Linked DNA regions of Mus musculus: region 1 is linked to region 2. A link is a contact called in public HiChIP or PLAC-seq data. All regions are on one chromosome and are shown on one strand. The core of a region is the stretch at or near the end of the contact, and the rest is flanking DNA. Distances in the headings are between cores, read along the strand shown.

Region 1 (2,986 bases), core at 290-2,789, 97 kb before region 2:
CTGCCTGTGAACCTCAACAATTACCAGCATAGCATGGTAACCATAAAGGTGCAGTAGTGGCACTCAACTACACCTAACTAACTACAGCTCTCTTCTTGGAACTAAATTCCATGTAACCAAAGGAAAACTAAGCCTGGTTCTGGAATCCTAGCCAACTTCCAGGAATTATTGCAGTCATGGGTCTTGGGAAAGATCCTACAACTGTCATTTTCTTAAATAATCATAATCCCTAACTATATTCTCACAATGCCATTTTAATAATTAATGTAAGTGGACATGGAAGGTGTGTATTTAAATAAAGATATTAGATCTTAATACACTGAATGTCTTTGACCATATCTCAAATCTAACTCAGATATGGAAATTTTTCATTTTCTTAAATTCAGGGGCTTTATGTTATACAACAATAAATCATTATAGAGTTAAGTAAGTTAAGTGAAAAAGATCACTGGGTCATGCATGTTGAAAACATATTTTTCAAACTATTCTATAATATATGACCAAAGACCACTTTCTTCATGCTTTATATATTCCCAAAAGCTGTAATAAAAATGGATCATGTGAGCAGTAATTGTATAGACCCAAATGTCAGCTCCACAGATTTTGAATGCAAACCTCAGCAAAAAAAGAGCTCCAGTTTCTAGAGATACTCTGTCCCTTGCTTGAGCAAACATTGCATCAGTAACTTGCAAATAGATTCAGAGAGGATACCTAACTGGTCTGCCAGCAGGAACAGGGCTTAACATGCTCTTTGTGTTCTGCAAGAAGTGTCAAGTTAGAATTCCATTGCTCTAAAGAGACACAGCGAGCAAAGCAACTCTTATAAAGGCAAACATTTTATTGGGCTGGCTTATTGTCACAGCAGAAAGCCTGACAGCATACAGGCAGGCATGGTAGAGCCAAGAGTCCTACAGCATGATCTGAAGTCAACCAGTAAGTGACTGGACTCCACACTGGGCAGAGCTTGAGTATAGGAGCCCTGAAAACCTGCCTACAGAGACACAATTCTTTCAACAAGGCCAAACCCACTCCAACAGAGTCACACTACCTAATAGTGCCACTCCCTATGGGCCAAACATTTAAACACATGAGTCTGTGTGGACCAAACCCACTCAACCCCCCCACCCCCAAGAGACTTTTAGTGTTAAAATCTTGTCATTCAATTCTGAAAATAAGCTGAAAATACATGATCTAAATCTAAGTGTTTTGTCTTTTATGATGAATATATACTTAGGTTTAGGCTAAGGGACTCCATCCTTCATTTTAACAGTGGGGGTTTGTTGTTGCTTGTTTGCTTGCTTGCTCTTTGGACTTTAAAAAAAAGACTTTAGTGTCTGAGAGAAAGCTTCGAGTAAGACGTCCTCGGTATTTAGCAGTCACAAGACACGAGTTTAAAGGAGATAGGCAAGAGACATGTGCTACTGCTTTAAGATACTAAATGTTGTTTTGCTAGAAACCCGGAGCACAATAAGAGAGGATGTGGCATGTTATGCTACAATGTGATGAACCTTCTACCATGCAAAAATCCAACTTAGTAATCAAGACAGGCGCACACAGCCCTACAGGAAGCTGATGCATTACCAATGAATGGACAGTGAGCCAAATGAGCATCAAGCTTGTTTTCGGAAAAATTCAACCTAGCTTGCTTGCCTGACCCGTCAAAACTGACAGGCCACTTCTCCTTTGGAACTTTTAATTCTTTGGTTTTCATATTCTTGTACATCTTCTCAAATTACATGGTTTTTGAAGCCTAATCTAGATGTAGTACTGGATTACGCTCTAAATTGTACACTTAGAAAAAATACTATTCTTCCATACTGCTGAGAATTTGTAAAGTAAATGTATAAACCTATCAGATCTTTTAAAAAGAGTACTCCAGGTAGGTTAAAATAAAGTTACAAAATAACCGGGACACAAAGAAATAAGTTTTCAAATATTTCCATGTGGTGATAGAATCCATATTTTTCAAATTCCCAGACTTCAGGAGAAATTCTGCTTCAAAAACTTTAAAAATAGAATAAATGTCTCCATAAAACATTATATGTAACTGTATATATTTTGGAAAAGGCATAGGAAATGCATATATGTATGTCTAAATGCATACATACTCTAAACATACACATGTATTTATGTACAAACACCTACTTAAATAGAACGACTGGAAGAAAGAAATTAACATGAAATTAATGACTGTTCTTTGCAGTTATGTTTTATATTTGTTCATTTAACATTCATGTAATACTATAAGCAATTTTTTTAACATATAGATTTACCCATGATATAGCAAATACTTAAATGCAGGTAAGTAAGTGCAAATGGAGTCTGCCCCTCCCCAGGATGCTAAGCTAAGTTTCAAGTAGCCTATCTGTATGCTTTCTTTGCATAGAAAAAAATGCACCTTGGCACCAGGAAGAAACACAGCTTAAAAAAAAATCTGATTTTAGTCCCAAAAATCAATATGGCAAAGGAAAAGTTGCTACGAAGATAATTCTTAGTTGAATATGTTCAAAATTCAAGTCCCTGGTAATCTGATATTTGGCCAAGACAAATCAAAATCTTATATATTTTACAAATGCCAAGTTTTCAGAGAAACAAAAAAAAATGCAGTAGCAACAGATGCATTTCCCTAGACATTTGTGTTGAGCCTAGCTATATCCAGATCCTGAAGATAAGGGGGTTGTATTTCATTTCTCATAAATAATAGTCCTGGTTGCTCTTGATGTCATCTAACTAAATACTATTATGTTCCTTCCTTGAAAATTTGACCAACAGAAACTTCTGAAAATGAAAGGATAAGTAAAAACTGTAAGATTTGGATGGAGGGAGAAATAAAAAGAAACTAAACATGTATATCTGGTTCCTTTAGAAAATGAAAATATTATATTTGCAATATTGAAGTTTAAGAATAAAAGGGTATTTGCTTTCTTTTCATTTATTCCAACATACCAACATAACTTCAACACGTATGTATGTATGTGTGTATGTA
Region 2 (2,700 bases), core at 43-2,542:
GTGCCCCTCCCACATGCCCTCTCCCAGGGGCTGCAAGCTGTGACACCCACACACAGAACAAGGAGCACTTCCCAAAGTGGAAGGAAAGTAAAACCAGGACGGATCCATTGGGAAGCCGCAGGCCTTGCTGGCTAGCAGACAAGTGGAAGAGAGTGATCAGGAGTGGCCCGAGAAATGCATGGTTATCTCAGGAGTCACTAGGGGCCAGGAGTTTCTTAACTAGAGAGAAAAGAAGTGTCCCCTTGATGCCTCTCTGGTTCCTGGATAAGTACTTCTGAGATGAAAGCAGAAGTGCTGAAGACCCAAGAAACGCGCACTTGCCCGCTTTAGTAAATAAAGGTCAGCAGTCTCATCAATAAAGTGTGCGCTTCTAACCACCACATGTTTCTACTGCTGTCTCTCTTCCCTAGAGGGAGTGGGAGGGAAGAGGGAAAGACAACAAACATTTTTTTATAAGAGTAAACAAACGCATCTGGTGTTTCGACACATTTCTTCCTCCAGCATCTCTGGACGATACAACAATCTGCATATTCAAAACGAAAATAAATAAATAAATGAATAAATAAATAAATAATTCATCCCGGAGCCCACAGAGAAATCTCATTTTCCTGCACACCCCTTTCCCCATCACACAGCAAAATGCAAAGAAACAACAAGTGGCGATGTTGGGTCTCGACGCAAATGCGACCCCTGCCCTATGTGGAAATCTGACACATGTCACCCTGGCCCCGCAGCGCGGAGCAGCAGGCTCTGGGGCGAAACTTTGCTGCGCGACCGGATCAGCGTGGAGCAAAGTCGCAGTCTGGCCGCGCGTGGCTGTGCTTGGGACAGGGTGGGGTGCGGAGTGCAGAGCGTCTGAGTGAGGGCGAAGAAACTTACCGCGATCGGGGACCCCGAGGGCAGCGTCCCAGGAGGTGGCACCCGCTGTGCACCCAGGCAGAAGCCCCGGAACAACACACCCACGCTCGAGTCCCGGCAGCCGCGGCCGCGAGTTCGGGGACACCAGGGGAGGGGGGACCCGAGGAAGCTGCGGCGGGAAGTCGCGGCCGCGGCATAAATGCCCTGGGCGGGCACTGACGGATGAACTGCTGGTGGCGCCGGGCTCCGGCCGGGACGAAGCTGCGGCCGGGGAGCTGCACGCGCCGGCGTGTCTCGCGCTTTCTCGGAGGCTCGCGCTGTCTCGCGCTGGCAGCTCCCCCCACAACCCGGATCTCTGTATGTATGTGTGTGTTGGTGTGTGTGTGTGTCTGTGTGTATGTGTGTGCGCGCGCGCTTGTATGTGTGTGTGTGTGTGTGCGTATGTGAGTGTATGTGTGCGTGCACCGGCGGGCGCGCGCACCCGGGCGCGCGCGCGAGTTGTTGGCGATGCAAACTATGCACACACTGAGAGCAGAGCAGCTTCTCCTATGAGGGGCGGGCAGGGGGAAGGGACCTCCTAGAACACTCTTAAGTACTGTTGGGGCACTTGTTTTGTCTTACTTTGCTAAGTTGGGGTTGTTGTTGTTGTTGATGATGATTATGATGATGATTTTTTTAAAGTGGTTTGAACTCCATCAATCTCTTCATGCCCCCCCCCCAACTTTTTCCAGAGATGGGAGAAATCGCGGGCCAGAATGTTGCTGGGCTTTGCGGTGGAGCCTCCTGGATGACGTCAGGTCCACCTGCTATGTAAACAACTTGCTAGAGAACTTGTTTGTTCTGCCCCGTTTCCCCCACCCCCACCCTTCTCCCCACCTCCAGCTCCGCCTCCTCCTGCCGCCCCAGACGGCGAGTCGGGGATGGGGGTGGGGAGGGAGGCGAGAACAAAACCGTATGCTGTATTGGCACAGCCGAGTTGTGTCTGCTGCTTCTTGGCAGTCCCCAAAGTACGTCCTCTCAGCAGACGGAGCTGCTGGCAAATGAAACAGGGGATTCCACGTGAAGTGCAGAAAACCTAGAAGGGATCCGAAGCCTTTGGTGGCAGGTAGTTAAAGCACAGAGTGTCACAGAGGGAGCCCGCGCCAACACAGCCACGCTGATTGGCCTTTCTCTCCTGTGTGTGCGCCTCTGCGGCCTGGATGGAGAGGCAGAACCTTTCTCACTCTTGGTTGTCGTGGCTCCTGTCTCACTTGGGGCCAGTACTGCTAGGGCTTCCATGTAGTCGCGCAGCCCAGGTCACCGAAGCGGGACTTGGAAAAAGAGATGGCACCACCAAGGTGTAATTTTGTTTTTAAAGTATGAGGCTTTGGGGACTGACTGGATCAATGACTAGGGAGAAAAAAATAACAGGAATGAAAGAAAAGTAGAAATTGCCAGAACCCGCTCGCAGTGCACTTCAAAGCTGTGTCCCCGGTGTTGGGGGATGCTCCGGCTCGGTTTCTGCCACCAGGTCCCTCCTCCACTGTGCGTGGTGCGACCTAGCTGGCTGGTCTGAGCAGGACCAAGAAAGAGATGACAGAGAAAGGGCCGGAGGAGATCAAGGCGGGCCCTGAAGGGTCTTGTGACTTGAATCTGGGAGGGTGTTTCTAAGATGCCCCTCTCCACCCTAGCTTGGGAAGGAAGTTCCTTCCTGCGGTTCTCCCGCCAGCCCCTCCCGGGCCACTGGCCCCCTAACCCTTAGCCGTCGGCGTTCAATACGCGCCGCCGCGGGAGCTTGCAGCCTAGCTGCTGAATCTGTCACGCAGCGATTCCACCGGCGCAGAAACTTTCCACTAAATAGCT

Evidence for each region. HiChIP or PLAC-seq counts read pairs in DNA pulled down with a chosen protein or histone mark.
Region 1: a contact with region 2 is called in an H3K4me3 HiChIP or PLAC-seq map of neural progenitor cells, with 15 read pairs. The contact joins the enhancer-like site here to the promoter of Foxp2 in region 2. A contact is called at or near these places in 1 of 39 promoter capture datasets (embryonic stem cells), 3 of 484 Hi-C or Micro-C datasets (the HL-1 cell line, cerebral cortex and embryonic stem cells), 1 of 115 datasets of contacts at active chromatin or transcription factors (neural progenitor cells) and 2 of 9 other capture datasets (embryonic stem cells and liver).

What each region holds. Positions count from the first base shown.
Region 1 is chr6:14,997,029-15,000,014 of GRCm38.p6, reverse strand. All of the region lies in intron 2 of Foxp2 (forkhead box P2), which reads right to left. Among named protein-coding and RNA genes, the nearest start is that of Foxp2, 97 kb to the right of the region's middle. Within about 2 kb of position 1,539, at least 6 of the 459 cell types and tissues checked have an H3K27ac peak or open chromatin away from gene starts, as enhancers often do. A contact at or near this core is called in neural progenitor cells, where this site is marked.
Region 2 is chr6:14,899,941-14,902,640 of GRCm38.p6, reverse strand. It overlaps Foxp2 (forkhead box P2), which reads right to left and starts at 1,292. Exons shown (of 19, transcript NM_053242.4): 1 at 880-1,292.